Regions from separate parts of the Sus scrofa genome. Here region 2 is linked to region 1. A link is a contact called in public Hi-C data. All regions are on one chromosome and are shown on one strand. The core of a region is the stretch at or near the end of the contact, and the rest is flanking DNA. Distances in the headings are between cores, read along the strand shown. Region 1 holds the start of ARF4 (ADP ribosylation factor 4). Region 2 overlaps SLMAP (sarcolemmal membrane-associated protein).

Region 1 (5,829 bases), core at 2,940-5,439:
TAGTAGCAAATTATCAGTCTTTGTTAGTCTTACTTCATAATAATGCTAGAGTGCACACTTAAAAGAGTGGCTGTACCAACTTCCAATGGCATGAAGCTAGGGATTTTTGCTTTGTCTATTGTTTCCCTCTATCACATAACTAATCAGAAAAACCCCCTCCCCTTTTTAAAAAAGGCTGGCGATTATGTTTTCAATTAATGACCTGAGAAAATGGTCACAATAAAGCAAATCGAAAAGAACACAAAGCTATATATCACGAGGACAACTTTTGGAGAAACAAAAACCTCCTCTTAAAGGCTGAGAGTAAATATAACAAATATTAATAGTGGAATGGTGGAATTGTAAGTAATTATCACTCTATTCTTTTTCATGTTTTCTAAATTTAACAGAAAGGACATATTATGTTTAGAATCAAGGCCAAAAATTTAAAATACGTAATATGTGCATTTATAAAATATGCTAGGGAAAGAGTATGAAACACTACTCACTTTAAAATATTGTGAATTTGGAGTTCCCGTCGTGGGTCAGTGGGTTAATGAACCCGGTTAGTATCCATGAGGACGGGTTCAATCCCTGGCCTTGCTCAGTGGGTTAAGGATCTGGCATTGCCATGAGCTGTGGTGGAAGTCAAACATGCGGCTCAGATCAGTGTTGCTGTGACTATGGTGTAGGCCAGCAGCAACAGCTCTGATTTGACCCCTAGCCTGGAACCCTCCACATGCCGCCAGGGCAGCCGTAAAAACAAAAAGACCAAAACAAAAACAAAAACAAAAAAAAAAAAAACAGACACACACACACAGTTAATTTTTTTTTCAAATTGGCGAAGGATCCTTCCTCCTGAACCTCTCTGGTCCCAAAAAGCCACAGTCACATGTAAAACAACACAAAACTACACTGGTATTAGCAATCTTTTAGAAAGCAATACTTTTTAAGCTTTTCAACAAGCAAACCTGCAAGTTCAAAGAGAGAATGAGTAATTCCTCTACAGAACATACTGTTTTCAAAAATAAACAAAATCTGGGGAGTCATTTACTAAAATTACATCTTATCATAGTCAAAATATGGAGATTAGACTTAAAACAGGACCATGAAGGGCTACATGAGAAATCTAAGGTGGAAACCAGCTGTCTTACAATTTAGGTTCAATAGTATCACTCACATGAGTGATTTCTTCTTTTTCAAAAACCTACAGGAGTTCCCATTTTGGCACAGCGGAGATGAATCCAACTAGTAACTATGAGGTTTCGGGTTCCTTCCCTAGCCTTGATCAGTGGATTGGAATCCAGCGTGAGCTGTGGTGTAGGTCACAGAGGTGGCTTGGGTCAGAGCTGCTGTGGCTGTGGCCAGCAGCTACAGCTCCAATTCGACCCCTAGGCCTGGGAACCTCCATATGCCACAGGTGCGGCCCCAAAAAGAAAAAAGGAGGGGAAAAAAAAAAAAAACCTACACAATTTCTATCAATCTATAGCTTAAATAATTTTAGACTCGATGGTTATCAACTTTTAATTTTTTAATTAGTTTACTATAAGCTGCAACTTCAAACACCTTTTTAAAATACTTAGATTTGGGAGACAGCATGTGTACGAATAAAATTTAAAGCTTATTCACAGTAATTTTGCAAATCAGACATTAACTAACTGCTGTCTTTCAAGAACACTTTAAAATGGTAAAACCTGAAAATGCCACAGACTCAAGAAGGTATGAAGTTTACATAAACCATAGAAAGAAAAAGGAAGACTACATGCCTGCCAAAGAAGATTAATATGGAAAAAAGTCATTAATTGGTAATTCCAATATTTGGATGGGGCAGACACATTAAGAGTGATCAATTATTCATGCCATCATTTGTAAAGCTAGATACAAAAATCTAAGAATTATCAAACTTCCAAGTCACTTATTTCACTATCCATATACATATCCCCCATTCAGTTATACCGCACTTGATGAGTTCATAAAAGTTGACCTTGTGACTATTACATTTTTAATCAAGGAAATCTAATTATCCCAAATTCAAGTGCAAAACAAGAATGGCAAACCTGAGTAATATAACATTTAATATGAACGAATAATTTCAAATCATAATTTCTATTCCCTGCACAAATGCACAAAATTAAATACTTTCCTTGTTCCATTTTCTTTCAATCATTATTTCTGGGGGTAAGGGGGAGAAATGCTCCCCTAATATAGTAAACATAGGAAAATGTTTATAGCATTATTCTACCTTTCTTCTCCCTCTGAAACTTGCAGCCATCACAAAAGACTAAGACAATGAAAAACAGCAATTTATTTACAATAAATCTTAAGTAAAATATTACATACTACATTTCAAATACAACGCACTACAACTCCACGAACAGAACAGGCTGGAAATTCATTTATCACAGTTCAAAGTTCTCCCACTGACTTCAGAGCCTTTTTTAAACTGTCAATTTTCAATTACTTTTAAAGCTTAAATAATATGCTTGCATTCCTAAAATAATTGTCATTTTCATAAATGAAGTCTGACAAACTATGAGAGAGTAAACATTTTGAATTAATCTTTGTGAGTGAATCATCAACATTTGTTTTATGGATTTTGAAGCAGGAATAAGAGGAAAGTGAAAAAAGAACCAAATGTGCATACCCTCAATCTTCAAATACCTTGAAATATTACGGAATTTTGCTTTGGAAAACTTTCAAGTAAAACCTCCCAACTTCTCTAGAAAACAATCTAATAAACCAACAGATTTCAATGTTACAAGTTAGAGGGGCGCCTTATAGCATTATTCAGGTGCAAAAAGCTTAGCGGTGATGTAGAGACTACTCATAGTACTATGGGGAAGACGTTGCTTACATCACTCGACTAACAAGTCCCTTCTCCCTCAGCAGAGCAAAAATCGGACCCTAAAAAGCAATTTTTAAAAAGCCCGTTTTCCCTAAGAATTTTTTAAAACACCTTCGTAATTACTCTTTAACAAGGCGACCCTAAAATTAAGCGTCATTATGTTCACTTACTGAAAATGTGTTAGCACTTTAAAAGAATTTAGTTTCTAATTTATTTTCCATTAAATCTTCACCAGCTGGACAAAAATTACGTGGTCTGAAAATCAAAGAGAGTAAACCAAAGAGCGTGGCTAAAAGAAACATTCATGATAAACTCAATTTTCAGGAACATTAATAGGAAAAAAACAAAAAACAAAAACAAAAACAAAAAAACGTGAAGCAGAATCCAGAGCGAAGCAAAGTTTAGCGAAGAGAGCGCAGAGGACTCCGGACTCTACTAAAACCTTGGGTGTTCGCTCGCCTGCCACTGTACTGGGGCTGGTCACTTCCTGCACCGGCCGGCTCCGGGCGACCGCTCGCTCACATACCAAAGGAGGGTGAAAAGTGTGTACACGGGGCAGAAAGAGGGAGGAGGAAGGCTAAACTGCTGCCCACACCCGGGGAAGAGCAGAATCAGATCGCATTCTCAGAATGGGCCGCGCCAATATCTTCCGGGCTCTGCGAGATTCGACAGTTCGCTAACCTCACATCTCCGCCCAATTCCGTCGGGCTTTCAGTAGGATCGAGAGAAAACTAAACCCAGGAGGAAACCTTGCCCGCGGCCCCTTTCCAGCCTCCCCGACAGATGGGGCGACCGCCCATCCTTCGCCCCATTGTTCCCCCTTAAGAATTCTTCCCGACCCCCACCCCTCCCCCACTACAGCAGACGGGGAGAAAAAAACAGGCCCCAAGGCCGCCCAGAGCGTAGAGACCCGGCCGCCCCACCGAGGCCTGGCCTCATCCCTCAGGCCCTAACTCACCCATCAAAATGCGCATCTGCTTCTTGCCGAAGAGGCGGGAGAAGAGGGAGGAGATGGTGAGGCCCATGGCGGTAATGGCACTTGCAATGGGCAGGAGCAGAAGGGGCTTGGGGCGTCCCCGGGCCTTCTCCTTTCACGCTCCTGGCAAAGTCAGAGGGCGAAGAGGAGCTAAGGCAGAAAGAGCGCGGCAGGGACAGCTCGCTAGCCGGCGTGTCGGACGAAGCCCCGGGACAGAAATTAGCGGGGCAAGGACCTGCTCGACGACTGGCGGGGCAGCTCCGGCTCTGGCGTTAAATCTTCGCCTGTGCCACGTCACGCGGCAGCCGCGGCGACTTCGGCAGCGGCCCGGCCCCTCCAACGCGGACAGAATCGCGTCACCGCCGCCCCATCCCCCTGCGCTTCCGGTGCTACCCGAACCACTGCGCCTGCGCACGAAAGGGATTGGCCGTCTTCGCTGACGTGCGCCTCTGGCCAGCGTCAGCCCCCGGACGTGGCTCCTGGATCTAGGCGAGGCCTGTGAGCCACTGTGTACTGGGCGACAAATACAATCCCACAATGCCTCGCTTCGTCACTTCCAATCAGACTCGAGGAGAGACGTTTCTGTTTAGAGAAATGCATCCTGGAAGTTGTATTCCTTGATTCCGGAAAGGCGAGCTGTGCATTGTGGGTTAGGTAGTAAGCCTCCGTTCTTTTCGCCCTTTGGGCGTCTTTTTCTACGCAACGCGCTAAAGATTTCCTGGTGCCACGGAGGTACATATTTCACCCACGGGACCAGACACTTGCCCTAATGGAGGAGTGAAGACAGGCCCAGTTTTCCCAGAAGATAAGTTGTTAAAAGCCTGCCGCCAGGTCCCACTGACGCTACCTAATCCTAATCCTATGTCTAGAGGAGAGCTCCGAGACTTTTTTGTAGACTATTGCAGCTTTTAAAGAGGAGCCAATTTGAAGGGCTTGCTTTTTTTTTTTTTAATCTTTCCTAGAACAAGCATGGAAGATTTATCCCTTATGTTGAGGAAGTGGAAAGACTCCTCAGTTCAAAAATATTTATGATCTTAGAAGTTCCCATTGTGGCTCAGCTGTAACGAGCTCAGGTAGTATCCATGAGGATGTAGGTTGGATCCCTGGCCTTGCTCAGTGGTCTGGCGTTGCCATGAGCTGCAGCGTTCGTTGCTGTGGCTGTGGCTGAGGCTCGCGGCTGCAGCTCCCATTTCCACCCCTAGCCTGGGAAGTTGCATATGCTGTGCGTGCAGCCCTCCAAATAAAAAAAAAGAAAAAAAAAAAAGATCTTAATGTTTTCCAAAGTAAGGTATACAATTTGCAAAAAAAGATGTATAAAAGAGCAACCTCCCCACCTCCTATGGGTTTCTTCTATACTGTTGGTGCCGTTTAGTATTAAGTCATGCTCCCTATCTTTTTTTTTATCATTATTATTATTATTTTGTAATTTTTTGGCTGGCCTAAGCAGGCATATGGAGTTACCAGGCCAGGGATCAGATCCCATTGTGCCACAGTGGGACCTCCTCACCAACCATTTAGATCTGGTTAGAGTTTAACTGCGTTGGAAAATACATTCTTGAGCTTCCAACTAGATAAATTACTCAGGCTTTAAAAAATCATAACCACTCTTCATAGTTAGGATTTCGCATTCAATATTACTGTTGACAACCCTCTTCCCTTTACCCCCTTGTGTGAAAACGGTAAACGGGCCAAACTCTAGTTTGTTTTTCTGTGTTGTTTGCAATGGACTTGGCACACCATGACTCTCAAATATGGTTGAATGATGGTGGGATAGATAAACAAACTGTAGTATCTCCATACTGTGCAGTATTCTCAGGAGTTTAGGATGATGTAGAACTGTAAATCTAATGAAAAGATCGCTAAGATACATTTACTGAAAAAGGCCAAATAATGACTAAGTACTGTAAGGAAAGGTAAAAATGTAGATTTTCCGTGTGTGTGTGTGTGTGTGTGTGTGTGTGTGTGTGTAAATGCAGAACAAGAGCTTTGAAGGAGAGTCTGTAATAATGATAGTGGTGTAACTGTCTAG
Region 2 (6,275 bases), core at 3,646-6,145, 260 kb after region 1:
ATCTGGTGTTGCTGTGAGCTGTGGTGTAGGTTGCAGACGCAGCTCGGATCCTACATTGCTGTGGCCGTGGCTGTGGTGTAGGCCAGCAGCTACAGCTCTGATTCGACCCCTAGCTTGGGAACCTCCAAGTGCCACCAGTGTGGCCCTAAAATATATGTATATTTTAAAAAGCAATATATTATTTAGAAATGTAAATGTAAAGAGCCAAAGAAATGGCTAGAGATTAAAAAGTTGTTGCTTGTAGGAAGTGATTTTCAGGAATGGAATGGAGTAGGGCAGCTTACATTATATATCTTGAAGGACTAAGGCCCTTTAAAATTATCTGAATCTATTACTTTAACTTTTTTTTTTTTCAAAAAGGTTTAGGCAAACGGTGCCATATCCTGCAAAAACCCTAAATGAAATGAAAATCATGAAAAGGAGCTGTGGGTATTGGCAGATAGGAGGTTATAGTGATCTTGGAGTGGTTTCAGTGGTTGAATGATGGGTGTAGACCAAGTTGAAGTGGATCAAAGAGTAGAAGAACAGGGAAATTATTTCACATATTGTAAAAGTGTAAACTGAAGGAAACCAACCGACATACAGGATCAATTAAGTGAAATAGATATATTATCCTCCTGAGTGAAAGGCAGAATATAAAAATCCAACTTTAAATAAACTATAAAGAAGCTGCATTATACATTTGCAAAGGATCCCCCATAAAATTTTGTTTTAATTTTAGTTTCTTTAAATAATTAGCTCTTCTGAACGGATTCATTTTACTTAAACATGTCATACAGGCATCCCTCCTAAATTGTATCAAAAGAGAAAAATAAACTGTTGGTATAACATTATTTCCTTTTTTTTTTCTTTTTGTCTCTTTAGGACCTCACCCATGGCATATGGAAGTTCTCAGGCTAGGGGTCGAATTGAAGCTATAACTGTCAGCCTCCACCACAGCTACAGCGACTTGGAATCCAAGCCACACCTGTGACCTACATCACAGCTCACTGAAACGCCAGATCCTTAATCCACTGAGCGAGGCCATGGGTCAAACCTGCATCCTCATGGATGCTAGTCAGCTTTGTTACCACTGAGCCACAATGGAAACTCCTATATTATTTCTTTATCTAAATTAAATACCTTCTCAGAATTCGTTTGTTTCAACTAAATATCTTGATTTAAAGGGGATTGCTTTGTTTGTTCTGAGTTCTTTTTTAAAAGTTCTAGACTTTTAAAATAAGATGAAAAATAATGAAAACTGAAGGCAAATTTTCCCTTATCCTCAGATTTCTGCATTGACCTGATTATTCTATCATAGCTCAAGTTCCCTTAGTTCCCCTTCTAGGTTCAAGTTTTTGTTCACGCCTAGTCATGGGAGTAATGTTATCATCTTTAAATTTGGTCATGGAATGTGTTGTACTGCCCCGCTCGGGGAAATGCTTGCTCCTCAGTTTGGGCTTGGATAGTAACGTTTATTTTCTTTGGCAGAGAAGCTGATCGTCGAGGGGCATCTAACCAAAGTGGTAGAAGAAACAAAGCTTTCAAAAGGTTCGTTTTCTGTGGGATTTTTTGGTGGGTTTGACAACTTTTTTGGATAATGAAGGCTAGTGTACAAGGTCATGTATTTTAACATGAATTTATTTCTTATAGCTTACAAAATGGCAATCCAATAACAGTATCAGATAATAATATAAAACAGAAATCTCTTTTAAGAAGGATGTATTCATCAGAAAGTTTCTTTTTAAATGGGAGTGAGTGTGTGTGTGTGTGTGTGTGTGTGTGTGTGTGTGTGTGTGTTGTAATGCTTGGAATAGGTTTCTTTGAGTATTAAAGATTTGTTGCGATCTCTGTCTTACTTCCAGCATTATTTTCAGCTTTTATCTCAAATTTTTAATCAAATTCAATGTAAGTTTTTTTTGAAACAGGTGGAAAATGCTTGCAGTTCTATTTTTGTGGTTATTCTGCTTTAATATTCCTAATGACATTTTTTAATGTTATCTTAATTGTTAACATCTCAATTTTTTATTTAAACAAAAGTGATTATATAAAACCTTCTTATATTTTATAATGAATAGTCCTGTAATTGTCTGAAGTGATTTATTTTGTTAATTCTTTTCTGTTATGACTGTCAGAGAAGAAAAGTGAGTTTTAAAGCAACATATTGTCAAATCACTTTTATGTACGGGGAAATCAGGCAAATAAATTTAGTGACATATGTTCATTATCATTATAAGACTTTCATCAGAAGAACATGCCAGTTTGAAATTTAAAACTAAATTCACATTTTGGTTAGTTAAAACAATGAGTGATAAAAGTTCGCAATACTTGTCTTCATTACATTCTGTTTTATGAAGGTAACTGGATCCATTTGGCTTTTAAAAACTTTTAAAAGGATAGTGTTATTTCAACTATCTGGTGGCTTCCATTTGGAGTTTTGTGCACGGCAGATGCCATATTTGGAGAAAGAATGCACAAAATATGCATCACTAATATTGTTCTGGCAAACAGGCATTGAATTTCAGAACAGTGAACTATTTTTAGTACATACGGCAATTTATTTCATCTTATTAAAGTGAGATGAGAACAGATTTTAAAATAGCTTTTACTTCACCACCTAATACCTATTAAGATTAGTTGGTTTAGTAATAGCCAACACTTTGATGTGCAAATAGAGTCTTAGAAAAAAACCAGTGCTTCTTTTAGTTAAAGAAAAGTGTCTTGCTACCTTAGAGCTTCTATTTAACTCATTCTGAATTAGAATATATTTCCTTGAAATCATTATTAAAAAAGAAAATTTTATGATTTCCTTTTGAAATCTGGCTGTAAAGTAAATACTGAAAGGTTAAAGTACATGCTTTTTGACCTAGCAGTTTCACTTCTGAGTTGTTATCTTAAGGAACAAATTGGACAAATGTACAAGGGCATTTATTTCAGTGGTTTTTTTAAAAAGAAAACAAGCATCCAATAATAAGGGCATTTATTTAATAAATTATAGCAAGTAAGTCCGTGAAAGTGAATAGAATACATCCCTTATTCATGAAAACACAGATATAAGTTTTACATACCCAGAGATTTGTCTATCAGCAGTTAGTTAACATTTTACTGGTATTTCTCACAGTTAGCATGCAGAGGTACGCTAGTCCTTGTAACAAATTAGATAGCCAAAATAGGTTACATTTTAAATTCTTTCGATCTGGCTATAAAGTATTTTCTTTTGGGCTTTACTGGATTTTTTTTTTTTTTTTTTTGCTTTTGTTGGAGATTTTGTAATGGGATTTTCTTTTTCTTTTTTTTTTCTTTTTTTTTTTTTTTTTAATCTTTTTGCCATTTCTTGGGCTGCTCCCGCAGCATATGGAGGTTCCCAGGCTTGGGGGCGAATTGGAGCTGTAGCCGCCGGCCTGCGCCAGAGCCACAGCAACACAGGATCTGAGCCGAGTCTGCAACCTACACCACAGCTCACGACAATACCTGATCCTTAACCCACTGAGCAAGGCCAGGGATTGAACCCGCAACCTCACGGTTCCTAGTCAGATTCACTAACCACTGCTCCACGACGGGAACTCCTATAATGGGATTTTCTACCTTGAAAATACCAGTTGTTAGAAATTGCCAATTACCAACTAGTATGAATTTTAGTAGTATTTCCTCCAGATATTTTAGCTAATGTAAAATGTAATCATAAGTTGCATAAGCTTTTTCTTCAAGCCCTAATGACTTGCAGTCATTATATGTTTACAATAGATTCAGGGGTGGAAGTAGAAAGAATATGGAGTAGGTCAATAGCAGCTTACAATTCCAGGTTCTACCAGTAGCTAGCTTTGTGCCCTCAGACAATTTACTTAGCTCTTTAAACCTCAGTTTCCTCATTTGTAGAATGGGATTGACAGTATTTAACTTATAGGATGTTGTAGGAATTTAATGAAATACTACTTACAATGCAGGAAACACTATTCTGTTGTCCAAGAGTTGTTAGTTCTCCCCCCACCCCCAACTGATCCTTAACATTGCTTTCTTTGCAAGTAATGGTTCCAGGGTTGTAGGAAGTAATCTAAGGCCAGATGTTTGTTTTTTCCATCCAGCATTATGTCTGCTTGAGGATATGGTGAAGATCATCACTTTATTGTAGACTTCTCAGTTTGGGAATAGTTTTGGTATTGATGTTGGTAGCTATTCTTCCATTTATTTATTTATACTGTTGGTATATATATTTATTAAGTACTGCAGAAAAAAAATCAACTAGTAATGACTTTTTTAAGACTGGAGAGTTGGGTGCTGCTTCAAAGCTGAAGAGTAAGTATCTTGAAAAGTAGACTCTAGCACTCATTTGTTGTGTCCTTTGTTTTCATATTGAGTAGATTTGGTTTGCCTCCATAAGGCAGAGTATTAGGACACAATGATGGACATGACATGACTTGCTAAAAATTTGCCTTCTTACTCAAAGTAGAACTGTCTTTACTAATCCTCTTTTTGGAGCACCTACTGTATATATGAAATGCGGGTATAGCAGTTAACAAAATAGACAAAAATTACTGCCCTCATGGAACGTATATTCTTCTAAGATCTTAATGAAGGATTTGGTCCCACCTTAAGACAATTTTACCTTCTTGGCTACTACTCTAAATATGATAAAAGTTCCTTCTAAGCCTGAGAATACTTTTGAAAATACATTCCTCTTGGTTTACCTCAATATTTTTATCATAAAATTGCCAAGGATATTAAAATTAGAAACGAGTCATTTTTGTCTTTTCCTTTTTGTTCCCACAGAGCAGTTTCTGTTCTATCTACATATAGATAAGATGCATTAATCTGCCTTATTTGAGACTGTAACTTGGTAATCAAAACTAGTACATTCAGAACTGTCAGACTGTAACACACTATGAGTGCACCAGAGGTCACAAATTAGATTCCCATGGGTCTCAGTGGTCAGTGACTTCAGTTCTAATCTAAGCTCCCTGTCTCTGAGCAGTTGGCCTTAGACTAGAAATGGCAGTGAGAAAAGAAGCAAAAGGCTTCTTGTGTTCATCACTCATTTCACAAGTTAAGCCACAAATTCTAGGGTATTCTTATATGGAATAACAGTAATAAGTTATATTTTAATGTTGTATCAAATGTTTTGACAGTGATGATTTACACATGTTTCTGATTACTTTCAAAATGGCAAATATCTCTTGATTTAGTTGATTATGAAAACAGTGTATGTTCACTCTAATTTTTCAATGTTTAACTCTGTGAAGTTAGAAAATAAATGTGTACCCCTACTTCCAGAAATGGTAATTGGCATATCTATTGTAGGATCCTTCTAGATTTGAATAAAGGTATACAGTAAAAAATTCATAGCTAGGAGTTCCCATTGTAGCTTAGCAGTAATGAACCTGACTAGCATCCATGAGAACGCAGGTTCAATCCTTAGCCCCACTCAGTGGGTTAAGGATCTGGAATTGCCGTGAGCTGTGGTGTAGGTCACAGATGCAGCTTGGATCTGGCGTTGCTGTGGCTCTGGCCAGCAGTTGCAGCTCCGATTCGATCCCTAGCCTAGGAACTTTCACAGGCCGCAGGTCAGCCCTTAAAAAAAAAAATCATAGCGAGATGTGTAGCTATTTTCAATCTAAACGGAAGTCATACAGTTTAACAGACTTTATTTTTACTTAATAGTAGTAAATATATCTTGACCATCCTTATGTATATATGCTATACTATATATTGCCTTATTATTTCCTTAGGAAAAGTACAAGAAGTGGATATGCACATTTAATTTTTGATATGGATTACCACAAACAGCATAGTCAGGTTCATAACATTATAAAAATAATCATACGCTTAGTGCATTTATAATCTCACTAAGGAAACTAGATATATGTACACACAGAGAATGATATAAAATAAAACATGATTAATTGCAAAAAAAAAGTCCCAAGAAGATATAGTAAGGAGCAAAATGCTGGAGAAATGAAGACTTCCTTAGAGGTAATAGGACTTAGACAGTATCTTACAGAATGAATAGGCTAAGTAGAGAGAATGTCCTTGAATTCAGGGAAATAGTAACTCAAGCAAAGAGTTGCAGGCCATGATGAGCTGGAATGCCTCAGAGCTGTAAAGAGGCTGACCAGACTGAAGCAGAGCTCATGAGAGAAGTAATGCAGGGCCAGGTTATGGCTAAACTCCAAGGTATAAAGCTTGGCTGAGGCCTTGTGATGGCCAAGGTCTTAAGGAGAATGGGGAGATGCTAGAGGACAATGGCCAGAGGAGTGACCATCTCTTTAAGTGCTGTCTTAATGCATGGCATAGTATATACA

Evidence for each region. Hi-C and Micro-C count contacts between places; a contact is called where the count stands out from the background.
Region 2: a contact with region 1 is called in a Hi-C map of skeletal muscle, with 4 times the contacts expected there. The contact joins the enhancer-like site here to the promoter of ARF4 in region 1. A contact is called at or near these places in 2 of 47 Hi-C or Micro-C datasets (heart right ventricle and skeletal muscle) and 2 of 2 datasets of contacts at active chromatin or transcription factors (alveolar macrophages and skeletal muscle).

What each region holds. Positions count from the first base shown.
Region 1 is chr13:39,425,988-39,431,816 of Sscrofa11.1, forward strand. ARF4 (ADP ribosylation factor 4) reads right to left here and starts at 4,190. Exons shown (of 6, transcript NM_001048072.2): 1 at 3,783-4,190. The coding sequence starts at 3,849.
Region 2 is chr13:39,684,071-39,690,345 of Sscrofa11.1, forward strand. SLMAP (sarcolemmal membrane-associated protein) reads left to right here. Exons shown (of 21, transcript XM_021069059.1): 12 at 1,471-1,530. Among named protein-coding and RNA genes, the nearest start is that of FLNB, 100 kb to the right of the region's middle. Within about 2 kb of position 4,896, at least 9 of the 83 cell types and tissues checked have an H3K27ac peak or open chromatin away from gene starts, as enhancers often do. A contact at or near this core is called in skeletal muscle, where this site is marked.